2 separate regions of the Mus musculus genome follow, and region 1 is linked to region 2. The links are chromatin contacts, called in public HiChIP or PLAC-seq maps. All regions are on one chromosome and are shown on one strand. The core of a region is the stretch at or near the end of the contact, and the rest is flanking DNA. Distances in the headings are between cores, read along the strand shown.

Region 1 (6,851 bases), core at 1,612-4,111, 650 kb after region 2:
CCCTTCATGTCTTTTATAAAGTTTCCATTGCATTAGGTTTCCATACCGTCCCCCAAATGCCCCCAATTCCAGCTGTCTACCCCTGCATTCTCTCCCTCTACCCTCTCTCTCCTCTCCCTCTCTACCTGATCCTCCTGCTTCCATCCCTTCCCACCTCTAGTCTCCTCATAAGATCTATTGTATTCCCCACTCCATGTATAACCCCCTAACCCTTCCTCTATACTTAACATCTGTGGGTCTACAAGTTGCAACTCGGTTGTCATTTACTTAATAACTAATATCACTTATCAGCAAATACTTTCTGAGTCTGTGTTACCTTGCTCAGGATGATTTCTTTTCTAGTTCCATCTAAGTGCCTGAAATTTTCATGATTCAATTTTTTTAACAGCTGAATAATACTCCATTGTGCAAATTATACCATATTTTCTTTATCTGTTCTTCTGTTGAGATACATCTAAGTTGTGCCCAGTTTCTGACTATTATGAATCAAGCCACAATGAACATGTTTGAGCACATGTGTTCATGGTAGGATGGAGTATCCTTTAGGCATATGCCCAAGAGTGGTATAGCTGGATCTTGAGGTAGCTAGATTTCCAACTTTCTGGAGAATTGATTTCTATAGTAGCTGTCCAAGCTTGCATTCCATCAGCAGTGGATAAGTGTTCACCCTTGTTCCCCATCCTTGCCAACATGAGCTACTTGCATTATTTATTGATCTTAGCCATTCTGACAGGTGTGAGATAGAATTTCAAGGTAGTTTTGATTTGCATCTCCCTGATGGCTAAGGATGTTCAACGTTTCTTTAAGTGTTCTTATCTATTTAGATATGTACCTCATTGTTAATTGGACTATTTGGTTTTTTTTTTAATACATGTCAGTTGTTCTTCAGTATATATCATAATTCTATAGAGGTAAGCTCTAATGCCAGAACAAGACACTAGGTTGGAAGGGAGTTGAGAACTGATGCTTTTACTGTAAACAAAATTTAGTTTTGTTGGTGAGATTGTAAGGTTTATCTCTGGGAAAAAAAATAAAACCACACTAAAAACCATATACACCGAACCTTTAGGAATGACTCATGGAACACGGCAGAAGAAGGGAACAGTATGGTTACTTTAAAGCCAGAAGATCAGAACACCTGCTTTGAGACAGGATCTTCGAGCCATGATAGGGAAGCTATAGCCACAGAATCTCAACAATATGCTTGTCTGTACGTGCATAAGACCCGGACAATGATTATATCAGCTAACATGCCAACACAGAGTGGAGAAAACATCACAAGGCCCAAACCCTAGACGAAAAGTGTTAGGCAACCAGTTGCTGCTGAGAAAGGGAGACCCCATCTTCTCCGGGAATGAGGCTCCCGGTGCATTATTCAAGTGGTCGGCCCTAAGCACGTACACATAAGGATAACATTAAGTGGACTCTAGTTTATATCTGCATGTATGTATGTGCATAGCAATAATAATTATAAAAAAGGTCATGGATTCAAGGTGAGGGCCACATGGGAGAAGTTAGAGTAGGGAAGGGCTGGGTAGAAATGGAATAAATAGGATATACTTTGTCCCTGCATTTTGGTGCTAAATTCTATTTAATGTTTCAGTATCTGACTCCACCAATTATGCAGGCAACTCCAATCTACACAGGACCCAGCACTTGGTTGAAAAAGGGAAGTTGTTTGTCTCCAGGATGGTGCAACAGTAAGAGACACACTGCACGTCTGATCAATGTTGCCTTTTACACATTGATTAACATATCATACGCAGATGTTTGATTGAGAGCAAATCTTATAGAGGGATGTGAATATGCTCATATTTTAATATCTTCAGCGTCAGAGTCTCATCCACAGATATCCCTGGCAGATATTCAAATGCAAAATCGCTAGCTTTATCACTTTAAATGGTTTAAGCCGATGAAAGGACACTCCATTTGTTTGCTCAATATTCAATTGAAATGGAAACGGTTAGTTGAAGGCACATCCCCCCCAGAAAGTCTCTTCCCCTCCCGGGCCAATTACACAGAATGAAAGGTGCACTCCGCGCAGCTCACTGCAGATAATAAATCACTAAATTGGAAGCTTTGATTACCTTGCTGGATTTGATAAGAAAATTAATAGAATTAGCAATGTATCTGTGTATCACGGAGAGTCACATATGCAGGAAAGAGAGACAGGGGCAAGAGGGAGGAAAGAAAGACAGGAAGAAGAAAGAGACAGAGAACAAGAGAAAACAAAGCCAACCTTAGATCAAATAGCAAATAAAAGCTGCATCCAGAAGAGTCTGGCAGCCACCACACCATTGATAACAAATTATTATTGTTGCTGTTATTATTATCATTAATATTATTATTATCTTAAACAGACCCAAGCTGGAACGTGAGAGACTGGGTTTGGCTTCTCCAAGGGGATTCAACTGTCTTCTTGCTTGGGGACAGGGATAGTGTAACACTTTCATTCTCTCTGTCCAGGGAGGACAACTGTTTATAGGAAGCCGCTGCTTTCCAAAAGAATGGAAGATGAGAGTCATTTGTTATAGAGGACCCTCGGTGGCCTTCCTCCTGCTCCTTTTTCTTTAAATATATATGAAGATCTGTAATTATGCTTTGAAGAACATTTCCAACAGCTGTAAGCCATAATGGGCCAATCACTGCGAGCGAGCGAGCTCTCTCTCTCTCTCCCGGCAGCTGCAGAGCTAGCTTCCCATTCAAAGCAATTAATTGATATTTTGTAAAGCCCCTTGAAAGGAGAAATGGGACCTCATGAGTGTTCTTATGGTAGCCTCACCAGCAATTAGGAAGCCAGGCCCTCTTCAGACAAGCCTGAGAAGAAGAGGGGCAACCCTAAGTGTCTAAAACAGCCCGAATCTCCACAGGGCAAGCTTACCACTATAGCCAGACTAGGAGATGCCGTCCTAAGAGACATCACAGGGTAATTACTGATGGTGACTTTACTGAAAATTATCCCACATTAAGTAAAGGAAAGCTTTGATTCGGATATACTTATTTTTACATGTCTACACCAAGGCGGCAATTTGTACCACACTTTTCCTTAAGATGCACTTCTTAAGCGAAGTATGTAGGACAAGAAAGGGCTTCTTTATCCTGCAAGTCTAAACTGTTCACAGCTTATCAACTCAGGGAAGGTGGGACTCATATACCATCTTCTGATGAGAAATACCAACCCCAAAGATATTGCAGATTAACCCAAATAGCTGCTTTTCCTGGCAGTGACCAGATACAAGAAAGTGTCTGAGCATGGGACATTAGTATGGTTTCCAGCAGACTCCCTGTCTCCATTCAATAATTCAATGTAGAACATCTTCACGGACATATTTATGCTTCTACTGTCCTTGATATCATCAAAGGATATATGTCCTTGATATTATCGGCCATAAGAAGGGATAGTACACTGACATTATATGTTTCAAAGTGAAAGTGAGTCTTCCTACAGATATTTCACGGAGGTAGCTACAATTCAAATATTAATTCTCAAAGCAGTAACTCTAGAGATAATGTCATCAAGCGGCTGGCATCCATTGCTATTAAGAACTATGGCGAGGAAACCCGGTACCAACCGGAGATGGAGCGGATGGATATGTTTTCTCTTGATCCTGGAAACCCAAGATTGCTTGAAAACACTACGTTGCTAAGCAATTAATTGCTGGTTTCTCAATCCCGTTTCTTGAAAAGAAAACTGAAGGAGCTCACAGATGCTTAACAACGCCCAGCAATGCTTCCACAGCTCTTGGATATTTCTGAGCCAAACGATGGCACCAGTGGGCATGAGCACTGAGGAATTCCACGGAGTACTGTGTGAGAGCCACAGCCATAGACAGCCATGCATCTGATGCCAACAAAAATAAACTGCAACCCAAGAAAACTTAAGTCTTTTAAACCCATCCTCAAGCTGGAGACTTTTAACTTTTTTTTTTTCTCAAGATTGATGGCTTCAGGGGCTGGAGAGATGGGTCAATGGTTAGAAACACAGGCTGCTCTTCCAGAGGACCTGGATATGATTTCAAGCAACCACATGGCAGCTCACAACCATGTAACTTTAGTTCCTGTGGATCCAACACCCTCTTCTGGCCTCCATAAGCAATGCATGTGCATGGTGCACAGGCAAAATTCACCCAGTCAAATAAAAACAAATATAGATAGATAGATTATTTTTAAAATGATGACTTCAATAATGAGTTTGAACACTAGGAGAATCTAGAGTTATCTGAAGCCTCCATTGTCAATTTAACCATCTTAGCCAAAAATGGAAATTTTCATAAAATTAAAGCAAAGACCTTGTCTTGTTTTTCCTGCCATCTTGGATGTCCCGAGCTTGAATAGCAAAGCCAGGCTTAATTTCTCTAACATAGTGAAAGACAAAAGAGACGATTAAACACATTCTGAAATACACAGAGGTTAAGGGAAAAGAGAACGTGGAGACAATATCCCACCCTAGATGTGATGCTTGCAGGAGCCCCCAACTCTGCAGCTGAGAGTTTGCTCTTAGAATACGTGACCTGTCTTCAAACCTACAAGGAGGTGCATTTACATAAAGTGCTCACCTAAGCGGTTGGACAGACAGTTCCATCTCCTAGAGAATAATGGAAAAGAGAGTTACAGCCCCAGCTTTTCTTCCGACGGACACTAGATGTATCTGTTACTTTTCTGATGCTGTGATAAAGTACTATGGCCAAAGCAATTTATGAAGAGTTTATTATGGTTTACAATTCCAGAGTGAGGGCCCAAAATGGTGATGGAGGCAAAAAAAGAAGGAACCTGGATTGGGCGGTAGAAAGATTACATCCCAAACTATATATATTAAGCAGAGAGTGGGAACTAGAAGTGAGGCGGGGTCATAAAATCTCAAGGCCCACCTCCCAGTGATGTATTTCCTCCTACAAGGCTCCACCTCCAGAGGTCCAATAACCTCCCCAAACAGTGCCAACAGCCAGGGACCAAATGCTGCAATATGTGAACATATGAGGGGGGTAGTGGTTAATTTTAAGTAGTACAAATAAAATTCCATGATCATGCAACAGAGGGAGGGAGGGAGGGAGGGAGGGAGGGAGGGAGGGAGGGAGGGAGGGAGGGAGGGGAAAGAGAATTTGAGAAAAGGAATAGAAAATGGATTTTGCTGCAGAACGCATTGTCTATTTTTATCGTTTTAAAATTACGATCTGATTTAATCCTCACAGTATTGCTTGAGAGGTACCATTCCCCTCCTGACTTTAAACCAAGGAGTATGAGCTTGTTAGCTGGGATAGGAATTTGGAGAGTCTGGCATGGTGCCACAGGTCTGTAAATCTAGCCACTCGGTGGCATAGGGAAACTGAAACAGAACAGTTGCTATTTCGAGGTCTGCCTGGGTTGCTGAGCACTTGCCAAACATTCACAAGGCCCTCCATTCAATCCACAATGACACATAATAACAATAATAATAATAATAATAATAATAATAATAATAATAATAAACTAATTTTGCTCAAAATATAAAATGACACTTAAATTTGGATTCAGGACTGATCCATACTAATGTGCATGAGAACCCCTTTGTGATACAGCATGCTACAACTGCACAGATTTTAAATATAATGATTAATACTCCTTTGAAAATTCAAGCCTACACACAATATATGTTGATCACGTTCAGCTTCTGCTCCTTCCTCCTAACTCCTCCCAGATCCACTCTCCATCTCTGGGTCATTGTTTTTCTTTTTATAAATCCAATTTGTTCTGCCCGTGTATTCATGGGTGTGAGGCCTGTATTAGGGTTCTCAAGGGTCTCAAGGACTTATGGAATGAGTAAATATATATTCCATATATATATATATATATATATGGAATTCACTGGAATGACTTACAAGGGCTGCAGTCCAAACAACCCAACAATGGCCAGCTGTGAATGGAAAATCCAAATTGCTCAGTCCCAGGAGGCTGGGTGTTTCTGCTGGTCTTCTGTACAAGCTGGAATCCTGAAGAAGCAGGCTCTGATAGATGTGCTGGCCAAGTGAGCACAAGCAGGCAAAGAGAGAACAACCCTTCCTTCTCCCATTGTCCTTATTCAGGCCCCCAGCAGAAGGAATGGCCCAGATTAAAGGTGTGCCTCGAGATGTGGATTGAAGACATGTATCAATCTGGGTTAAGAACAGTGTCAGCCCACCTCAAGGTCTGGAGCAAAGTCGTGTTGTCTTCCTGCCCCAAAATCTGGGCCACAGGTGTGTCCTCCATTTATGGACTGTAGTTCATCCCAAACATAGTCAACTTGACAACCAAGAACTGCCATCACAAGGCCACCACCAAAGACTAGGTGAACTACCAGAGGCCCCAAAAGAAAACTGACTCTTCCAGCCCTGATGTGATCAAATGCAGTGGCTTCTTAGCTAGGGGGGAGGCTCATGAGCCATGCTACAGTGTTTACACACTAACAAACAAGTTCAAAATCTGGATGCTAGGGTCCACATATGAGGGGGAACATGTAACTAACTTTGTCTTTGGCGGCTGAGTCACTTCACTCGATTTCATAATTACGCTTCTCTTCACGGCCAAATAAAATTCTGTAGTGTGCAGGTACCATGTTTTCAGTACCCATTTATCAGTAGATGTGAATCTAGGCTGTGTCTGTTGGGAACTATGGGGAACAGAGCAGCAGTGAACAAGGGTGAGAAAGTGTCCCTGTAGCAAAAAGGAGAGTCCACTCTGTATACGCCAGACATGTATCTGAGCCATTCGATACATCTGTTTCTAGTTTGTTTGTTTTACAATACATCTGTTTCTAGTTTGTTTGTTTTTTTTAAAGGAACCTCCACACTGATTTTAACAGCTGTCTGTATCCATTCGCTTTCCCATCAGCCATACAT
Region 2 (6,477 bases), core at 2,564-5,063:
GATGGCCCTCGTCCTCATCCCATGCATGTGTTCATCTGATGCTCAGCTTGTCGAGAGCTTGCCTGGTCCACTTGGGAAGTGGGATGACAACTCTGATGGTACTCAGTGACCATCAGCTGTGCTGGCTTAAGTTAATAATGCTTGTGGTGACAACTAAGGGGCTTTGCTGCTCTTTGGTTTAAAGGAAAGTGGTTTCTATAGAGCACATGGTGGAATAAGAGTGGAGGATAAAATTCACATAAGGATAAGGATGAGTTTTTCTTATGCCTGGCAGAAGGGAAGATAATTTATGTGAGCAAGTAGAAGGTAACATGGAATAAAATGGATATTAGTTAGACACTTTAGGCCTCAGCAAGAAATTTAAGGCTAATGGCTTCCATCTGATCTAAACCCAATTATGCTAATCGTTCTCCTAGATGGAAAAGCCACAGCCGTAAGTCAGCATGCACCCTTGGCACTCCGTGTTTGCATGGACACCAGAGGGATGCTATGGTTCTAATTTTCTGGCTCTACTCAGAGATACGACCTCCCCTCCCTTTTGTTTTGTGTGTGACCTGTTCAGTAATAGGACTGAATGAGTGGGTAGTCCTACATGCTGATTTTTATGTTATATTCAGATGTCCGGAAAGAAAAATAAACAAAGAGAGCTATAGAAAGAAAAGTTATCTTTTCATGCCGGTTAATGTTTTTAATCAAATGGAAAGAGACATTTCAATTCTTATAGGCAGAAAGTTAATGGCTGTGGCAGGCTGGTGTTCACAGTCTGCTAAGCCAACAGTTTATTCACTTTATAAATGGTTGCCTTCTGATATTATGTGAAGAGAGCGGAGGTACATATGGTATGATACAAAGCATTTTTTTTTTTTTGGTATACTTTCCCAGAACCTGACCAGCCTGGCTAGTCATTTATAACCCCATGAATAGATAGGCTTTTATCATCAAAGTCTTACCAGTCAGAATCCCACACCCGATTCAACTTTAGACCCCCTCAGTTACCCCAAAGAAATTCTTCCTGAAACTTTCTAGAAAACGTGGGCAAGTGCTCTTTTTCTCCCAACTCTGTCCAGAGAAATTTGATGTCAACCAAAATATAGATTCAAACGGTGGTCTCAGATCTGTTCAGGATGCCAGATGTCCCAGTCTGCTGTGGTGATCCAGTTCAGCATTAGAATGTGGGCATGGTGACTCTTACTTCTGCGTTAGGCCCACAGCTGAAACACAAAACAGAACATCCGATGTGAGCGCCCTGGCATACGTGTAACATGCGTGAATGGAAAGCATGGCGTGGCAGCCTGTGCACAGCTTATGTGTTTGTAGAGAATGGGATGGAGTGGGTAGAGAATGGGATGTTTATAGGTTACTGGGCTGTCAATGTGTCCTTATCCTCATTCTCTCACTTATAGCCAGCCCAACCCCTGTGACCGAAGGCATCCTAGCTACCAGATAAAAAATTCCAGCCTAGAAAGACTCCTAGGGATCCCTACCACTCTAGATTGTGTAAGAATAATAACCAAAGGAAAAGTAAAATATTATATCTAGGAGCTAGAGAGATGGCTCAGCAGTTAAGAGAGGCTGCTCTTCTAGAGGTCCTGAGTTTAATTCCCAGCAACCACATGGTGGCTCACAATCATCTATAATGGGATCTGATGCCCTCTTCTGGCATTCAAGTGTACATGCAGCAGAGCACTCATACATTAATGAATTAATCAATTAATTAATTAGTTAATTAATTAAACTGTATCTAGCTCTCTTGGCTTTATTTGGTTTCCAGAGTCTATAGTTTAAAAAAAAAAATTCTAAGAAGCTAAAGCACCTTGGATAATTTACAAACTGAACTGAGCAGCAAATACTTGCTTTATCCAAAAGGATCCTTACGGCAGTAAAAGGAAAGGTCAATTGGCCACTTTTATTCAGTTCACTGGGTTCTATTGGGAATGTATAGTAAAGCTTTAGTGGTTTAGCTGGTCTCTGTTTTCCTTTGGTGAGTCATTACGTCCTAGCGTGAGAGAATGGCTGGACCTAGCTCTGGTCTGTGTGAAATATGATTTAAAAACTAATGAATAAAACTAACAATATAGGCATGAAAGTTATTACGACTTTCAAGTTGAACACTAATAATCTGTGAACAGGAGAAGAGAATTTTTGAGACAAAAGAATGGGACATCTTAGACTGGTGTGAAGACCCAACTGTGTGGTGACTATGGCAATTTGCAGAAAAGCACCAAGAAAAACCTTTCAAATATTGAAAATGTTTTTCTATCACTGCTCAGCACCTGGTGGGGAGGAAGCAACAACGTGTGGCCAAGTTGCTGGTTCCAGAACAGATTATGAGTAAGTAAGATATTGATAGCTCGGAGTTTCTCCTTCTCCCACCATGCTTAAGGACACTGCAATATCAGTCGATGAGGGCCAGCCATGCATCTCTGGCAGCTGAGAAGCAATGTCTGTTTAAAACTTCCACCAGCCTTCACTGACCCTGGTGTGTCCAGCAAGCTGAGCACAGTATTAAGCTGTGCTGGGTATTGAGCGGCCATACTGTTGTACCTTTGCATGGAATGAGGGAATGAATAGCATTTCTTTGGGATAGGTAATATCTGCACCAACAGTAGAAAAGGCAGATGTTCGGTATTCACTGGGAGTCTGCTTGAAGTCTTCTGCGGTTTGCCAAAGCCCCCAAGAGTAATGAAAGATAGTGGATCTGGACTTCTCTGTGTTAAGACCTAGCTCCTGCTACACACAGACGCACACAGACACACACAGACACACACACACATACATACACACATACAAATACACACATACACATACACCGCACACACACATACACACACACCACATACACACACACATACACACACATACACACATACACACAAACACACACATACACACACACATACATACATATACACACATACACACACATACACACACCGCACACACACACACACCACACACACACATACACACATACACACAAACACACACACATACACACATACACACACATACACACACACCACACACACACACATACACACATACACATACACCACATACACACACATACACACACACCACACACACACATACACACACACCACATACACACACACACACATACACACATACACACACACATACACACATACATATATACACACATACACACACATATACAAATACACACACACACACACCGCACACCGCACACACACATACACACACACCGCACACACACATACATACATGCACACACACATACACACACCGCACACACACACAGACACACACACACACAGACACACATACACACACACACACCACACACACACACACCGCACACACACATACATACATGCACACACACACATGCACACACCGCAGACACACACACACACACACACACACACACACACGGCTGCTCATACCTTCAACTATGTAACTAATCCAATACCTTTTTCTTCTTTTGGTAGTTTTTCTTCCTCTAGTTCACTGGTAATGGTTATTGGATCTTATTTCTTAAGTCTGACAATTTCCCCAGCTTAGGCATAAAACCCCAGGAAGGCAGCCTTTGTATCTGTTTTATTATAACTGGATGTTTCCAATGACTTAGAGCAACAGCAACATATTTGGGTGCTGTGAAATGGGAAAGGGTCATTATATCCAAACATTAAGTCTTTAGAAGAAAAATCTCATGTATAAATTTGCATTTTAAACTCCAGAAAGGGCACTTGAAATAATAGATTTAAATTAGGAGACAAATTTGTGATCTAATTGGGGTTCTTCTAGATACGTAGCCGGGCACAGACATATCAGGGGCTTAGATGTCTAATTTGTGATTGAAGCAGTTAAACTGAGTACCAACACTCTGTCAGCTCCAAACTATATCTATTGAATTCTTGATGTCTAAAACCAACTCTGCCTTATTAAGAGTATCAATTACCCTTAAATTAGCTTTTATTCGTTACATCCCAACTACTGTTTTTGCATAGGACAGAAAAGGAGATTGCTAAGTCTACTGTAAGACCTGAGTACCATCTGTCTATGCAGCCTGACTAATATCGGAAAAAGGAAGTTGTAAAATTAAAAGGTGCATAAAATGTGGGAATCCACAAAAAAAAAAAAAAAATCAAGGCATCATCTCAAAATGTGTCTTTAGAATGGGGCATTTCACCATCAGAGACAAGAGAAGCAAAAGAAGACAACCAAAATAATGGAGAATGGCAAAATCCTGCTTTATAAATCCATTTCACTGTTCCTTTTTTTGGGAGGAGGGACTAAGCATCACCCAGAGCTGTCATTTGGCGTGTAGAAGACCCTACTCCTCCCAAGGACTTGCAGTGGAAAATTTTGTGTCCCTTGGGACTTTCCCTCCAGTTTCTCCTTTACGCAGCACTGACATTTCTGCAAATCTCCTCTAAATATTATGAGAGATAAAAGTGGCTTTTTATTTGCCATGCTAGCCATGACGTGGCATTGTCCGAGCAGTTCCTCTGAGCTTTACTGAAGCATGTCAGCAGCCCCCAGCAGTAACATTTGCTCCGCCTGCTGCGACGTGATGTATTGATAGGTATATAACAATATGTTATAAATTGAAATAAAATATGCATTTTTTCCTAATTTATCAGCATTACGATGGCACAGAGAAGGCAGCTTATGAATAACACAGAGCTCTTCAGCACTATGTACTGTTGGTGATAAACGTAGCCTCTCCCCTGGCCTGCCAGGATTGTTGTAAAGCAGAACGCATTAGTTCAGCCTGTGGTAATAAATCATTTCGTATGGCACTAGGCTCTGGCTAACTTCTACTCTGAGGCCTGAAAGAACAGTGTGCCATAAGGCCCTGGATGTTTCCTGAAAGTGTTTAGATGAGCTCCAGGTCCCCTGGGTAAATTTCTGAGTGAGCGGCATGCTAAGATAACAAGTGACAGTAATTCTCAGGTATCGAGAGCATGATGTCTCCTGTTGTTTTATGGCCTGCAGTGGATGGTTTTGTCCTAATTGGAGAGCTAGTTCTTCTTCATGTCTCTATTTGCAATATGGCATGTTGTCTCCTTAAAAAATAGATCTCAGGCTATGATCCAAAGCACCTGCTCTTCTCGCCACCCCTGTTCTCTCAGCTTTCATTTCAGGGATTAGAAATCAATGTGTTCTTACTGTTAGTTAGTTTATCCTTTTGAAAGATACAGATCCCCTTCCAGGAACTACTTGTCTTGAAGCCATCATGGCCACCAGTTCATCAGACGTGTTTCAAACAGTGACAAGCTGGCCTGATAAATAGCAAGTCTCAGTTAATTATACATATATGATCTGAAGAAACACATTATATTTTTTAACTATTAAAGCCACCTGTATGTATTGATTTCCCCTTCAGCAGGGACAGGGATTTGAACACACATGGAGGAGGCCAGTTTGCATTGTTTTGGCTGAGCATATGCGTATGTCCTTTAACATGAAATCTTCTCATGTGATAAATAAATAACAAAGATCTGAATAGAGATGGTAAGAAATACTTCATTGGGGCTGGAGAGATGGCTCAACGGTTAAGAGAGCTGTCTGATCTTCCAGAGGTCCTGAGTTCAATTCCCAGCAACCACCTGGTGGTTCACAACCATCTGTAATGGGATCCGATGTCCTCTTCTGGTGTGTCTGAAGAAGATAGCTACAGCTTGCTGAAAGAAAGAAAAAGAAAGAAAGAAAGAAAGAAAGAGAAAGAGAGAGAGAGAGAGAGAGAGAGAGAAAGAAGAAAGAAAGAAGAAAGAAAGAAGAAAGAAGAAAGAAAGAAGAAAGAAAGAAAGAAGAAAGAAAGAAGAAAGAAGAAAGAAAGAAAGAAAGAAAGAAAGAGAAAGAAAGAAAGAGAAAGAAAGAAAGAAAGAAAGAGAGAAAGAAAGAAAGAAAGAAAGAGAGAAAGAAAGAAAGAAAGAAAGAAAGAAAGAAAGAAGAAAGGAAAGGAAAGGAAAGGAAGAAAGAAAATCTTTTTAAAAAAAGGAACAAAAGAAAGACTTAATGGAGAATACAGTTGTTCAAAAGGAGGTGAGGCAGATATTTCATTTTTGTTCTTCATTTCTGGATTTGTAGCCATGTACATTAATTGTAAGAAAGCACATCAGCTGTTTGCTGATGCACAGCACAACTTTCCAAACCTTTGCAATGTTGACTGAAGTACTCATATATGAGGACCACATTGATCCACAAATCGTAAAGAAAACACTGATTTCATATGTCTTCGGTACCCTTCACTGAGCCGTAAATAGCATGCTTTATAACTGAAGCTCATTTTAAAAGTTTTGAACTTCCTAGAGTCTTCAGACTATAAAGATAATGCATTTTAGCCCACCAGTCTACTAACCTGTATGTGGTGGGCTGAACTTTTTATACAAAGGATCCTGAACTTGTCCTAAAGAAGGTTTAGACTGAGTCAGGTGGTAAGCAACAGTCAGGAACATCACTCCTGTGTGTAGCTGCAATGCAGAT

The links. HiChIP or PLAC-seq counts read pairs in DNA pulled down with a chosen protein or histone mark.
Region 1: an H3K4me3 HiChIP or PLAC-seq map of embryonic basal ganglia shows a contact between it and region 2, with 8 times the contacts expected there. The contact joins two enhancer-like sites. A contact is called at or near these places in 5 of 484 Hi-C or Micro-C datasets (cerebral cortex, cortical neurons and uterus) and 2 of 115 datasets of contacts at active chromatin or transcription factors (embryonic basal ganglia and embryonic midbrain).

What each region holds. Positions count from the first base shown.
Region 1 is chr15:93,098,365-93,105,215 of GRCm38.p6, forward strand. No RefSeq gene overlaps it. Among named protein-coding and RNA genes, the nearest start is that of Gm30085, 100 kb to the left of the region's middle. Within about 2 kb of position 2,862, at least 3 of the 459 cell types and tissues checked have an H3K27ac peak or open chromatin away from gene starts, as enhancers often do. A contact at or near this core is called in embryonic basal ganglia, where this site is marked.
Region 2 is chr15:92,448,073-92,454,549 of GRCm38.p6, forward strand. The region is part of intron 3 of Pdzrn4 (PDZ domain containing RING finger 4); the gene reads left to right. Among named protein-coding and RNA genes, the nearest start is that of Pdzrn4, 55 kb to the left of the region's middle. Within about 2 kb of position 3,814, at least 4 of the 459 cell types and tissues checked have an H3K27ac peak or open chromatin away from gene starts, as enhancers often do. A contact at or near this core is called in embryonic basal ganglia, where this site is marked.